2 separate regions of the Oryzias latipes genome follow, and region 2 is linked to region 1. A link is a contact called in public Hi-C data. All regions are on one chromosome and are shown on one strand. Each heading gives the region's core, a stretch centred on a gene start, on an enhancer-like site or on the middle of the called end of the contact. The rest is flanking DNA. Distances are from core to core; before and after follow the strand shown. Region 1 holds the start of LOC101154792 (transcription factor E2F6). Region 2 holds the start of LOC110013551 (transcription factor SOX-4).

Region 1 (7,062 bases), core at 3,067-5,566:
GTGTAGTGTGTTACTGATGGTACTTTTGTCACTTTGGTCCCAGCTCTCTGCAGGTCATTCACTAGGACCCCCGTGGGGTTCTGGGATGTTTGTTCTTGTGATCATTTTGACCCCACAGGGTGAGATCTTGGGGGGAGCCCCAGATGGAGGGAGATTCTCAGTGGTCTTGAACGTCTTCCATTTCCTAATAATTGCTCCCACAGTTGATTGCCTGCTTTCCTGTTGCAGATTCAGTCTTCCATCCTGCTGCAGGTAAACAATTTGGTTTCTGGTGTCCTTAGACAGCTCTTTGGTCTCCATAGTGGAGTTTGGAGTGGGACTGTTTGAGGTTGTGGACAGGTGTCTTTCTATAGATAACCAGTTCAAACAGGAGTCATGACTTCAGGGAACCAGTGGAGGACAGAGGATCCTCTATAGAAGAAGTTACAGGTCTGAGAGAGACAGAACTCTTACTTGTTTATTGGTGACCAAAAATTTATTTTCCACCATAATTTACTAACAAATTCTTTAAAAAACAGACAATGTGACTTTCTGGACACCCCCCCCCCCCACCCCCCCCATTTTGTCTCTCATAGTTGAGGTTTACCTATTATGAGATTACAGGCCTCTCTTTTATCTTTTAAGATGGAGAACTTGCACAAATCGTGGCTGACTAAATACTTTTCCCCCACAGAATAAAAGATAGTTTCTGAGTTTTTCTTTATTTAAATCGTTGTGAATCAGTAGGAAACAAAAATGCCTTTAGAAAAAGCTTGTAGTTGTTGCGTACAAACTACCAACAGCAGGCGAAAGCCTATCAGGAGTTTAAATAAAGGAATGATGGGAAATGATATGAGGCTTACTCTGCCCCAGGAGTCCCGCCCAAAACTCAGAGGTGAATTTCTACTGAACTCCTGCTGCTCTGCAGAAACTCTGTCCTAGTGGTTACAAACAACATAACCATAACTAAAAGATCACTGTAAATAGATCAGTAGATTATTGGAGTGGGACTTTAATCTGCAAACTGTAAAGACGAGAATCTGATCATGAATTCATTTTACTTTGAAAATGATTGACAGGTCACAAAGACAGCCCTACAGAAGAACCTCAACTTTGACCAGGTGTTCAAAAACCCCAAGTCTAGCTTGACTGATAGAGCGGTTACTCGCATAGCCACCCACCCACAGTTCAGTAAGAAGATTGATGACATCAAAGCATCTGTGAAGGCCTTTGGGGTGGAGCGCCGTAAGGGAGGAGGCAAGGCCAAAGGTCAAAGAGCAACTCTGGAGTCTGCAAAGAATCACGAAGAACAGGAAAAATCAGGAAGTCGTCCCGTGGAATTGCCAGAAGTTGCTGATGGTAAAGAAGAAGTAGAGGAGCTTAAAGACATGAGTGACAGTAAAGCTGCAAAATCTGAGAAGAAAACCGAGAAAAGATCAGCCGATGCTGCTGCTGGTGCTGGTGCTGCTGCTGCTGCTGCTGCTGCTCCTGCTCTGAGCTCCAAACGGTCTTTGATCGGAGGACCAGAGTCTGTCCACAGCAGGGATGTCATCAGAATCCCTAACAGCAAAGCTGCTGAAAATGATTGTAATCTGCAGTCTGCCACTGTGCCCCCCCCGAGAAGAGCGGAGGACGCCAAGACTGACGCCGAGTCTGACGGTGAGTCAGCAGGCGGCGAGGAAAAAGAATACTTTGACGACAGCACAGAGGAGCGCTTTTACAAGCAGTCTTCCCAGTCTGAAGACAGCGAGGACGACTTCTTTGTTGGAAAAGTCAGCAAAGTGAAGAAAAGAAGGAAAAAGCCCAAAATGAATGAAGTGGAGAAAGAGCCTGACGTGAAGAAGGACTCATCAGGAGGGGGAGACAAACTCCAGAGGGAGCTGGACCAGCTGGAATCCAGGTTAAGACCTAAAACCACCACGCTCCAGTCTGTTTTCTGCCCCTCCTTGGCCAGGAGGAAGGGAGGTGGGGGCCAAGAGAAAAGCAGAGGGTTTGGGAAAGTGAAAGGCCAGAAGAAAGTTGATGGTTTTACCCATCAGCAGGAGAAAGCAGCATCTTCCAAATACAGCAAACCCTTCCCAGGAGGAAGTCTGCCTGGATCAAACACCAGGGGGTTTGCATCCTCCCAAAGAGGGGTGGGACGAGGCAGGCGGGAGGCTCCACGGCAGCAGGATCCAAAGGCGGGAGGCGTCTTCTCCTCTCAGCCAGCGCTCCATCCATCCTGGGAGGCCAGCCGGAGGAGGAAGGAGCAGCAGGGACAAATCCTGGCCTTTCAAGGGAAGAAGATTAAGTTTGATGATGATGACTGAGGCAATTCCATCACTAAAGACTAGTCAGTCCTATTGGTGATGGTTAGCATTCATAATCCCAGTGATTCCAAGCAATGGTTCAGATTCTGGATCTCCTGCAGAATCTGATCCTCTTTGTCTCCATCAATGCAGCCATTCTGTATTTCACCTCTTTGATTTGTTGTCTAGTGTTTTAAATGACTACAACATTTCACGTTCAGTTGTGTATTGATGCGTCATTGAAAGTCAAAACACCACAAAGCTAACCTGCTGTTTAACACCAACTAGGTGCTGTTTAGGTCCAGTGCACAGCGGCAAAATGTTTCTTTTTAATACAAATAATCTCCAATGGAATGAGGCTTGATGTCTTTGTGCTGTTGGCTGGAAATGCAGTGAATTCCCCTGAACCTCAAAGACAAAGCGTCGCACGGAGGACGCCATGCTCCACGATGGCGGGAACGTCCTCAACAAGCTAACGGGCGGCTAGTTTGTTTGCTGCATTAGGGGTCACTCCTTGGAGCACAGCTGTGCACCGTTGTGCTCTTCAGAAATGACTGTTTTTAATGATATGACCATATTGTGTTAATTTGTGCAGAGTTTCACCATTTCCTTTTCTGAATGGACTACGCGCAGAGCTGTGTGACGGATTTCCGCTCTTTTTCTTCCGGTTGTGGCTAACTGTGTACATCGACTTGGCAAATCTCTGTGTACTATTTCTGATATGGTCAAAGTTTTGTTATTTCTTAGAGTTTGTCGTTGCGTGTACACACAATGACATCCAAAGGCAAAGTTTGCCTTCCGTAAACAAGTAGACAAGGCTGCAGGCTTCCTTTGCTGTGTCCCAGAATGCTCCGTCACAGCTAGCTGTGATTCATTTGAAAGTTTCCACACTTTTTCCAAAGACTGTGACATGTGAGAAGTGGGTCATTAATATTCACTGAAGTGACGGACCACAAGGGTCCGCAGCCGTCCCTTTGTTCCCGAAGACCTGATCAAGCCTTCAAATCCTGGTGGGCACAAGCGTTTGAGGAGAGGAACCGTCCTGTTTTGAGTGGAACAACTACTGGCTTCCTCCAGCTGTCTGGGAACGAAGAGAAACGCAGCCGATGATGCCTGAAGATCAGCCAATGGATGTCGGCTGTTCTGGACACGACCGCTGCTCCACGGCTGCCCTGGATTTGGCTCGGAGTGAAAATCTGTGGACGGAAATGGCAAGACTCCCTACTTTTAGGAAAATACCATATCTACTGTTCTATTTGAGAGGTACCAAGCCCTCCTTCCCAGGTTTTAGTAACATTATTATTAACATTATTATACCTAATAAAGATTACAATTCTTGGTAGGTGCAAAAATAATTAAATTTCTTTGTGTCTGTTATTCCAATTTTTTTTCCTATGCCGTCATTTGGCTCCTGTTTTTTCCCTCTCATTTTCTTCCTGTAAGTAATTTAACACTAAATTGATGACAGTATTGTTGAGAGTATTCTATACGCCCCTCCCTTAGTGAGTGTGTATTTCAGAGTGTGTTCGTCCTCTGCTGGAGTTTGTGTTTGGTCATTGATAAGTTCAATATAAAACAAATTCCCGGGACAAATGGAAATGGCTCTGAGCAACAAGTTTGGCCTGGAGCAGTTTGCTTAATCTGATGAAGGCAAGGTAAGCTTTGCCTCAAAGAAATGATAAATGACGTAAAATAAATCTCAGCGGAGTTGGTGTGAAACGGAAGTTCTGATTTGGTTTTCAGAATAAAATTTCAAACAGTTCAGTAAAAGGGCTTGGGCTTTGGTACCGTACCCAGTTATGCAATTTTGAAAAGTTAGCTTTCTGGACTAATCTTTAACCCCTAAAGGTATCGGTGTTTGCGACAAGTTTATACCTTTGTTTTGAAAGAGAAGTGTTGTAAAGTTTGTACATCCGGTTACTTCGCTGCGTTTTCCTGTGACTTCCGGTTCGGAAGCCTCTTTCCTACAAGCTGGTGTCCACGCAGCTCCTTGTTTAGTGAAGTTGGAACCGCAGCAACACGTTGGGGAATAAACGGATTTGACCGACAACACAAAGCCGCTTTGCAGGCGCGAGGTGAGCGCGCGCGCGTGTGAGATGGGCCGAGCAAACCCCGCTAGCGAACATCACTTAAGCTAACCTGATGTAAACAGCAGCTCAAGACCTCCGTCCTGTTACTAATGTTTCCAGCAGTACTTGTAGAATAAAAAAAAACACTTCCTGTCAGAAAGGGTTTTCGTGGCTGTAAGTTTTAGCACGTGACTTCAGTTCAGTCGTGCTGTTGGTTATTGATTTTGTTAGGAGCTTTGGTGACTCCAGGCTCTGCCGATCATCCAGAAGAAGGGGGCCACCTACGGCGCACGTGCTGTTCCTCCAGAGTGACCCCCACCCTGAATGACCTTTAAAGGTACAGGGTAGAGCATGGGAAGCCACGTGACCAGGCTGGCCTGCAGCCGGAGAAGGAAGCACCAGGCTGAACATGCAGAGAAACGATGAGTCCAGACTCCTCATCAGCCAGAGGGATCTTTGGGTCAACGTTTGGGGAAGAGGCTGTTGTGAGGGGGGAGGTGGCATGATGATGAGGGACACGAGGTCTGTTCTCAATAAGGGACAACTAAGGAGAATGGATTTTGTGGCCATCGATCCCATACCTCCACAGAAAACCAGTCCCCCCACTGAGGGATTCATCAGAGACCGCCTCCACAATGGGGGAGTGGTGAGGACAGCAGTCCTGACTCCAGTCCCATCAGCATGAGGGGTCGGACGCTAGTAGAAATGTTCACACTGGACAGATAACAACACCTGGACGGTAACCTGGAGGTGGGCAGGCATGTTGACTAGAGTTTACTCCGCCCACCTCAACACAATGGGGCGGGACTAGATGAAGTGAGAATTTTGCTGTGTTGCTGTGTTCCATAAGGAACACTTCCCTGACCGTGCTTTTTGACAGTAGGAGGAGAAACGTCAGTGTTTCTGAACCAGAGCGTACATGAGATAAGATCAGGAGTCACTGGGAAGTTGCTTCCATCTGAAACCAGCCTCCGGTGGCCATTTCAGGAACTGCAGCATTTAATACGACTGGGTTTGATTCAGATCTGGAAGCTCACATCACAGAGAGACAACTTGACTCTAAATGAAGGTTAAGGGATGGGATGGCGGCATAGTGACCGGGGTGAGGGGGAGGAGCCAGGCTGTGCTGGCAGAGGGTGTGGAGGTTTAACCCTTTAACACTGGACACGTTCCTGTGGACACTTGTCTTCAACCATTACGCCTTCAGCGTGAATCAGCTGATTCTGATGCAGCACTGCAACACGTTTTTACTGGAAGTGGTTGCAGAACAGCACCAAGCTGCTTTCTCCACTCCATCTGTAGGAATCCCGTCTATTGTCTCACGGCTGAAGAATGTCGACACCGACTGCAGCTGAAGCTCTGGTGTTAAAGGGTGAAGTGAAGGAACTGCTGAAAAAAACAAGCTGTTTGATGGAAATGTTGAGTTTTTTTAATTACCCATAAACCCACAAATGCATTTTCCTCACTTCTACGCGTCTATTCAAAAGTAACATGACTTCTGCTCAGAAGCACGTTCAATAGAAAGTTTAACAATCAAATGTCATTGCTGTTTGTTTATGAATGGGAGACGTGTTCTGCTCTTCCTGAAGGCTGGAGCTGGACGTTGTTTTCTCTCTGGACACTGAGGGCGATGGCGGCTTCCTGCAACCAGAAGGTGAGGCTCCGGGGACCCTGCAGCCGTCATACATGGAAACTGGGACGCTTTTTGGTGGTGTCCAGTTTTGGGCTATGCTTAAAAAGATCAGTGATGGATTACTGCCTCCGATCCATATTCCCTCTGATTGATTTAGCGGTCCTGATGGAGAAATCCTCTCTTTCTTTTCCCACGTGGCGGGTAACCTGCAGCCCCACACAGGTCGCGCTGCGACACGTCTCTGGGCCTCCTGACGCAGAAGTTTGCAGACATGCTGAGGCACAGCCCTGACGGAGTGTTGGACCTCAACGTGGTCTGCCAGAAGCTCGGTGCGCCCAAGAGGCGGGTTTATGACATCACCAACGTGTTGGAGGGGATCAAGCTCATCAGGAAGAAGTCGAAAAGTCACATTCAGTGGTTGTGAGTACGGCGACAGAAAACAGGCTTTGAATGGTGGTTTGAAGCTTCAGCACAGCAGGGATGTGGTGACATGCTGGGGGCTAAAGCTGAAGCCCCCAGCAGGAGGAGCGGTGGAGCATCAGCTCCACGCAGAAACAGGCTTTTCCTGCAGCAGTTCAGGCTCAGGTGGATCCGCTGGGCTGATCAATTCTTCCATCTGAAGCGATCCAGGCGTAATAGATCAATAGTCGAGCCATAAAAGTAGAGACCTAACGCATAACAGCAGTGAGGCCAAAGTCTGCTAGCTTGATGCTAACGTATGATGGAGTTTCCCATAGGATGTGAAAACATCATTACTGACTAAATGAACAGCTTCATAAACTCACAGGCAAGAATTGTCCAAACGCTTTTAAGGAAGCATGTTCTTAAAAGTAACCATTTGGGGTCTAAAACAACGATTCTTTTGCTCAAATCTATTCTGAAATAAAGCGTAATGCTCTAGAGCTCCACCTAGTGGCCAAACGGAAACACCCTCCAGGAAAAAAAAGAACCTTTATTTTTGTAACATGAGCGCGTTTGGAGCCTTTACAATAATCAGACACCATGTAATAACCATGGTTTGTTATTTCACTAATACATGTAACAGTATGTGAACTTTATCACATAGATATCTTCACATACAGATTATTAATGT
Region 2 (7,203 bases), core at 3,644-6,143, 260 kb after region 1:
TCATTCAAATTTGAGGGCACAGGTATTCTAGCTGTATCAGAGTGGGTATTCTCCTTTCTAAAGCGTTGTTTAATTGGTAACTTTCTTGGGGTTTACTCTTTTTTTTTTTTATATCAACCGCTGTATCGTACCAACTCTCTCAGGTTGATTTGGCCTTTTTTCTTTTCTTTCCTTGTGACCTATTTCTCTCATTTCTCTGGAGCCAACAGTTCCCTCTGAATGCTTCAGCAGCATTTTTGTTATTAGACCTCCTGCTTTTGAGATTTCCAACACTACAGATGAAGACATTTGGGAGAGAAATGTTTGTCATTCTTGGTACCTCTCTGTATTTAGTGTTAGCAAAGTTACTGGAAAGTAACCAGTAACTAGTAATCTCCCAGTGGGAGACGTTTATGATGGCATTTGATGAAAATGCAGCTGAACTGAGAAAGAGAAGAGAAAGGCTCCATGAAGAGGAATTATGGGTAATATGGTAGAAGGCTACCATTGAAAGAGGCTTAACCTTGAATCTTACTGTGTAGGTTCTTGCCTTTTTTCTTTTCTTTAATATCTTTTTTGGAAGATTGTTACAGATTTCTAAGCCAGTGTTTTTCAACCAGTGTGCCGTGGGAGATGGTCAAGTGCGCCGTGGAGAAATTGCCCTCATTCACTGATCTAAAAACATTTTCCATCTCCAGGAAATCCGCTCTTTGTTCATCCAAACAGGCCCTGATAAAACACTGAGTAGTTAAGAATATAAAATATCTTAAAATTACTTTTTCTTTGTGTTTATTTAATTCTATTAAAGACATTTTGATAAGAATGACGGTACCGCGATTTAGCTGCAGCTATAACTGTTAGGAAAAGTCCCGCCCCTTTAACTGTCTCCGCCAATCATTCTTGAAGACTTGATCACATGTCATCAGTCTGACCAATCAGAAGTGGTTATAGTCTTCACTTCCTTGTTCTTAATTCTGCTGATAAAGTCGCTCAGTTCTAACAAAAATACCAGCTAGAGCTCGTCTTTAGCTGGTAGTTCATCTCTTAGAAAAAACAGCCGCAACTTCCTGCTTTTTCTGCCACAATTATCACAAAAATCCACGTGAGATGCGCGCGGGGGGGGGGCTGTCGATCAATACAGACCATGAATTTCTGCTTTTTTTTTTTTTTGGGATGCTGGTGTGCCGCGGGATTTTTGTCAAGGTTAAAGTGCGCCGTGGCTCAAAAAAGGTTGAAAAACACTGTTCTAAGCCATCCTCTCCTCCCATTTGCATGCTCAAGCATCTCTCCATCATTCACGCCCATCCTCTCACCCCCACCCCCACCCAATCATCTCTCTCCTCTGCTCTCAGTCTCTCTCCTCGTCTGGCTGAGGCTGATGTAGGTCAGTGCGTCTGGAGTCTGTCTGAAGCTGCAAGCCTCAGAGCTGCTCGACCCCCTCGATGGCTGCCTGCGTGCCCGAGCTGAGGACAGCGCTCCCTGGGCTATGTGAGGACGGCACCAGCCCCGCCTGACCCCACTTCCCCAGGAGGAGGATGTGCCTTCCACACATGAAGGTGGGGTTGGAGGGTGGTTGTGTACTTTGGGGGGGTTGAGCTAGTATTTACCATTTGCATGTGCTGCAGATGCACACCAATGACATGGAAGTCGTTACTTTTTTTCCAACAGCGAAGCTCACAGAGGAAAATGTTGTGATGCAGAGATCGCTGCGCACACCAAAGCCACACACTCTGCTGTCATCCGTCCCTGTTCAGATACCTAACATCATTGCAAGTCTTTCCATCATCGTCGCCGAGCAATCTCCAAACTCTCTTGCATTCTTTTCTTTGCTTTACAGATTCGAGAGAGAAAAACGAAAGCCTCCAGAACCAGACTCCAGTTCAGAACTTGCTTGACGACCAAAGGATCTCCTGACTCCACTCGATCATGCTCCTCGTTCCTCTGGCTTTCAGGCACTCTCCCTTAAAAACAATGTGCATCCTGTAAAAGTACAGCCTCTCCCAAAGTGACTGGCTGTGTTTTTGTGCACAGTGTGTTTGCGCCTCCCCGGTTTGACTGTGCAGCATGGCTGGCTTATCGAGGGTTTTCCAATACATACTTGACTCGATTGGGCAGTGCTGCTGTGAGTTTTTGTGCATCATCGTGACACAACAACCATCTGACCTCATGCGTCACCGTTCTGACATATCCAGAAAATGTGGGGGGTGTGGCCTGGTTGTTGTTTTGCATTTAATGGCCAAAATTAAAGTCCTTCTTTCCAGTTTGCCTAAACTTTGTCAGTTGTGTGATTCATTGTCTCATTTCTGGCATCCGTAGGTAAATTTGTAAATCAAATTACAGAGTCCTGCAAAAGACAAGTGTCGTCTTAGTTTTTGCTTCCATGTATCCAGACTTTTCCTCTAAAGATTTGCACATACTTTAGATGTGTTTTCTTATTTACCTGCTGATATCTTGGACTTCACTAAAATGGACTATTTCTTAAGTTCACTCAGCATGCGGTCACTCCTAGATCTCTTGATTCATTCTGGGGTCAGTTTGAAATTGCTGAGCAAGCTTTCAGCACAGATCACTGATGTACCAAACCTTTGAAAAGACAAGAAAGAAAAAGCAGGAGTGTCCAGGCCTCAGAGAACAGTGGCCTGCTTTGACCTCTGTGGACTCTTGTTGTAGGAACACAAATGAGAAAGCAGTCAGTAGCATGTAGGGTGAGGATGACAGGAGAACAGGAACCTCTGTCTTTGAAGGCTGTTGTTGGAAACCCTTATACACAAACTGCTGTATGTTAGATGGTGATCTTTTTCAGCTGGAAAATTCTAAGATGCACAACAGTTTGTTTCAGTTTACATACACATTTTAGTCATTAAAGTTGCTAAAGGAAATGTACAAAATGTCAGGAAGACGGCCCGATAACCTAAAAATATCCATCCTGGTTGTTGTGTAAGGGCTGACAGCCGTCGCTGGGTGAGCTGGTGAGACGGCCACCTGCACTGTCTGCCACATCCACACAAAACACAGGGGACAGACTCTGTGGATGAGTCACAGGCAACGAGCGGGAGAGTGTGCGCATGCAAATCAGTGCTTACTCCTCACTTTTCTGTTTAACTGCTGGGTGGAGGGGACTTCCCACTGCTTCTAAAACTTTCAATCCCTGGAAGAGCTCCAGTTCAGTTAAACCCAACACAAACACACAAAGGCCTCATTGTGTCTAGCCTCTGGGGATGACGAGCAGGCAGGTCAAAGCAGCGCGTCATTCCTCAGCGGTTGAAAAAGGGCAAGTACGCGGTAATGAGTAGCTGTGCCTGTGATACACCCGCTTGCACGTGCCTCCTCCTCCTCTTTTCAGCTGCTTGCCTCTCTTTGCTTTCTGACATTCCCTTCTTTAATCTCACAAGTCACTTTTTACAACAGACTGGCAGCTTTTGTTTGCAGCTCCCAGCCTGGTCCTGAAGGCTCCAGTTACAAGTAAACTCTGCTGCTTTGAGAAGAAGGCCCTGGCACAGAGTCTCACTGCAGCATGGCAGTCAGTACTCTCAATGTCATATCACCACATTCTGAAACTCAGAACTTTATTTACAATCATTAAGACAGCCACCCAGCTTGTGGCCCAGCCCCCCGATGCACCCCCTCATCATGTGGTGGTGGTGGTGTGAGCGTCCTGCAGGATTCTGGCCCTGACGAACGGGGCATCAGCCGGCACCAGTGGAAAGGTACCTGACAGCTGCCTCTCGCACATCAGATAAGGTTACAGGTATACCTGTGACACCTGTTTAAACAAACACTGTGCATGCGCACCACTCTGTGTGGACGTGCACGTTAAGCCTGGGGCAGCTCAGAGATAGGAAGCTAATCCAACGGCAGGTGTATACTTGTTATGGGAGCAGCTCAAAGACAGAACCAGCGGAAGTAGCTCCGCTTTATTTATGTCAACAGAAACATGGATGGAGATGTTCTTCCTCAAAGTCCTGAAGTGATTACAGTGAACAGAGATGCAGGCCCACAAAAAGGTTAACCATTCCCTTAATGTCCTCACTTGAAACTGTGAGGAGCAGTCACCCTTCATGATGACATCACCTGCTTGATTTAATGATGGCAGCAGCAAACAGAATAGAGACAGATCTGCTGCACATGTGAACGCACAAGCATGTGTGAGTGTTTAGCATTCTGCTTTTGGCCCCAGCCTGACACCCAGCGGTGTGGCCTGACATGACACGTTCCAGCAGGAGGACTGTTTGCAGGAGAGAATGCTGCTGCTGCTGCCGCCGCTGCTGCTGCCGCCGCTGCTGCTGCCGCCGCTGCTGCTGCCGCCGCTGCTGCCGCCGCCGCTGCTGCCGCTGTGAGACTCCCCCACCTTCCTGCTGTTGTGGGTCTGACACACAGCCTTCCTTGTGGCTTTTCTGGTGTGGGGTTTGCTGTAAATAACAACATCATCTGGTCTCAGTTCTTTTTTTCTGCTGTTGGATGATGTCAGCTTGGGATCTGATGTTGCAATGATTTGTAAAAATAACAGGTTGAGCAAATTCCTGCCTCTTCCTTGCACACAAACTGCTGTCAGACTGACAAAACATGTTGTGGCTCATGGTTGTGTGTTTGTTCCTCAGCTTTTTCTCACCACCAAGCATTAACAGATTTGAATCACCTATTTCTAGCTGGGTGAACCTCTCCCACTGCAGGACTAGGACACTGGCAGTCTTCTAGAGAACACATGAAGTGACAAACATGCTCCAAGTTCTTCTTCCTTGAAGTGGAGTCTGAGAGGAATGAGGTCAGACACAAGGATCCTGATTGCAAATTATTATTATTATTTCCCCTTTTTTATTCGTCCAATGGGAGGCCAGGGGAGGGGCTTTGCCTAAAAGTGACTATGGAGACAGAAGCTGATTGGGTGGCCCGTCTCGCGAAAAGACTATAAATAGGTGAGCTTCTTGCTGATGTGTTTACAGTAACGCTTTAGAGCCGCACGACAAACCGGGAGACTATGAGAAAGCGCAGCCGCTCCATTCAGCCACATGGTCCCCCCACCGCACAGACAAGCTGCGCTGCAGACGGCCAGACGCACCTGAGGGACGCTTGCGCACAGCGCCGCATTTTCTGCCTCGCAGAGCGGGTTTTCAGCCGCACAGGCAGTTGAGAGCTGATGTCAAAAGTTTTTTTTTTTTTTTTTTTGCAGGGGGGGCTTTTCTTGATTTTTAAAGCTGACGAAAGTTTAGAGCGATCGCTGAACTGAGAAGAAGCAGAAAGGAGACGCGGTTGAAGTTTTTATGATCCATCAGTGACCTGATTTTGTGACATTTGAAGTTTCTCAGAGCAGCTCTCTGAACAGAGATGGTGCAGCACGTGAGCGCGCACGCTCACTCTCCCGGCGGGGACTCTACGGACACGGGAGACATGGACCTGGAGATGGACTCCTGTCCGATCTCTGGGTCGCCGTCCTCCCGGGAGCGCAGCGACTTGGCTTGGTGTAAGACTCCCACCGGCCACATCAAGCGGCCCATGAACGCGTTCATGGTCTGGTCCCAGATCGAGAGGCGGAAGATCATGGAGCAGTCACCGGACATGCACAACGCGGAGATCTCCAAGCGGCTGGGGAAGCGCTGGAAGCTGCTCAAAGACACCGACAAAATCCCCTTCATCCGCGAGGCTGAGCGCCTCCGACTCAAACATATGGCCGACTACCCAGACTACAAGTACCGGCCCCGAAAGAAGGTCAAGACCGGAAGTGGAACAAACAAGCAACCAGAGAAGAACGGGGAGCGCAGCGCCAAGATCAGCGGCAAGAAGAGCCCCGCGCCCAAGAGCGCCAGCAGGACGCACAAACAGGGGGGCAGTAGGGGCGCCTCTGGACCGGAGTCTGGTGACCACCACTCACTCTTCAAATCCAGGTCAGTGTCCGGGGCCCGGCAGATCCCCGAGAAGCTCACGGGTGAGCCGAGGCGCGCCCACGTGTTCGGTGGCACGGGTAGTCTGGAGAGTGACCCGCCCTCCGTGGGTGTCCCGGCCAGTCCCACCCCCAGCAGCTCGGCGGAGTCCAGCGACCCGCTGAGCCTGTACGAGGAGCAGAGCCCGCGCTCCAGCGAGTCCTCACACACCGCGCGGCTCCGGTACGCACGCGCCCCCTCCCCAACGCCATCAGCCGCGCACTCTTCCTCATCCGTGTCGTCCTCGTCTGATGAAGAGTTTGAAGACGAGCGATTTGACTTAAGCCGCAGCCCCGGGTTTGAGAGCATGTCTCTGGGCGGCACGGGCCTCTCCGACACGGAGGTGGACCGGGACTTGGACTGGAGCTTCAGGGAGTGCGGGGCGGGATCTCACTTTGACTTCTCCGACTACTGCACGCCCGAAGTCAGCGAGATGATCTCGGGAGAGTGGTTGGAGTCCACGATCTCCAACCTGGTGTTCACCTACTGAAATGATGACCCCGTTTGAACTCTGTCACCCCTCTCACGCCTGCCTGACGTGTGCGTCACATTCTTCCCTCTAGTTCTTCACTGAATGGGGGAGAGTGAAAACTGAAAAAAAAAAAACATAAGTGGCCCGTCCTGGGGTTAATGTCCAGACACGCGCCGCTCAGACACTTGGCCCGCATCCTGTGCGTCTGACAGGCAGGTCTGGCGCAGACACGGAGGAGAATGCTGAGTTTGCATTTGGACACAGAGGAGGAGGAGTGAATGTAAGCAAGGAGCGGCGACGAGCACCAACGTTCAACCCAGTCCCGCAGGGAACGAGGACGGAGACCGAACCTTTAACCTTTGCGTCCGGGAGGGACACGGACACTGGAGCTCCACACGCGGGGTTCTCTCTAAAACCCTACTGATTCACATCAACCATCATGTTGCTATTCAGGTGTAGTGATCCCCTCCCATGCCCTCCAAGTTGAGGAGGATTCTGTTTTTATTCAATGCGTATTCACGCAAAATGCGTGGCCACAGGACACAATTCACGATCACCAGCTTCTCTCTCAACGGCAGGACACAAAAACAGACAGGCTGAAAACTTCAGAAACCTTTTTCTATCACTTAGTGCACAATTCAGGACTAATATTTCCTGATTCTTTTTTGCTTAGAGCTTCAACTTTGTAGTTCCTGTGTAAGATGTTTTTTTTCTTTTGTATCAATGTATTTATACAGCCAAAAGTTTTTTATACATAGAAGTATTGTTCTTGTACAGGTCTCGTTTGTGTTTGTGCACATAACACCTGTCTGTATCCAGCGAGCGGAAGGGCTAGAA

The links. A called contact is a pair of places that touch in the nucleus more often than the background predicts.
Region 2: a contact with region 1 is called in a Hi-C map of fibroblasts, with 2.7 times the contacts expected there. The contact joins the promoter of LOC110013551 here to the promoter of LOC101154792 in region 1. A contact is called at or near these places in 2 of 5 Hi-C or Micro-C datasets (embryo and fibroblasts).

Annotation. Positions count from the first base shown.
Region 1 is chr11:26,858,572-26,865,633 of ASM223467v1, forward strand. LOC101154792 (transcription factor E2F6) reads left to right here and starts at 4,317. Exons shown (of 7, transcript XM_023960237.1): 1 at 4,317-4,342; 2 at 5,926-5,990; 3 at 6,182-6,389. The coding sequence starts at 4,317. It overlaps srfbp1 (serum response factor-binding protein 1), which reads left to right. Exons shown (of 3, transcript XM_004074425.4): 3 at 1,059-3,622. The coding sequence ends at 2,288.
Region 2 is chr11:27,121,963-27,129,165 of ASM223467v1, forward strand. It overlaps LOC110013551 (transcription factor SOX-4), which reads left to right and starts at 4,894. Exons shown (of 1, transcript XM_020699919.2): 1 at 4,894-7,203. The coding sequence starts at 5,302. The coding sequence ends at 6,384. It overlaps LOC105357573 (a long non-coding RNA gene), which reads left to right. Exons shown (of 3, transcript XR_002874197.1): 3 at 1-631.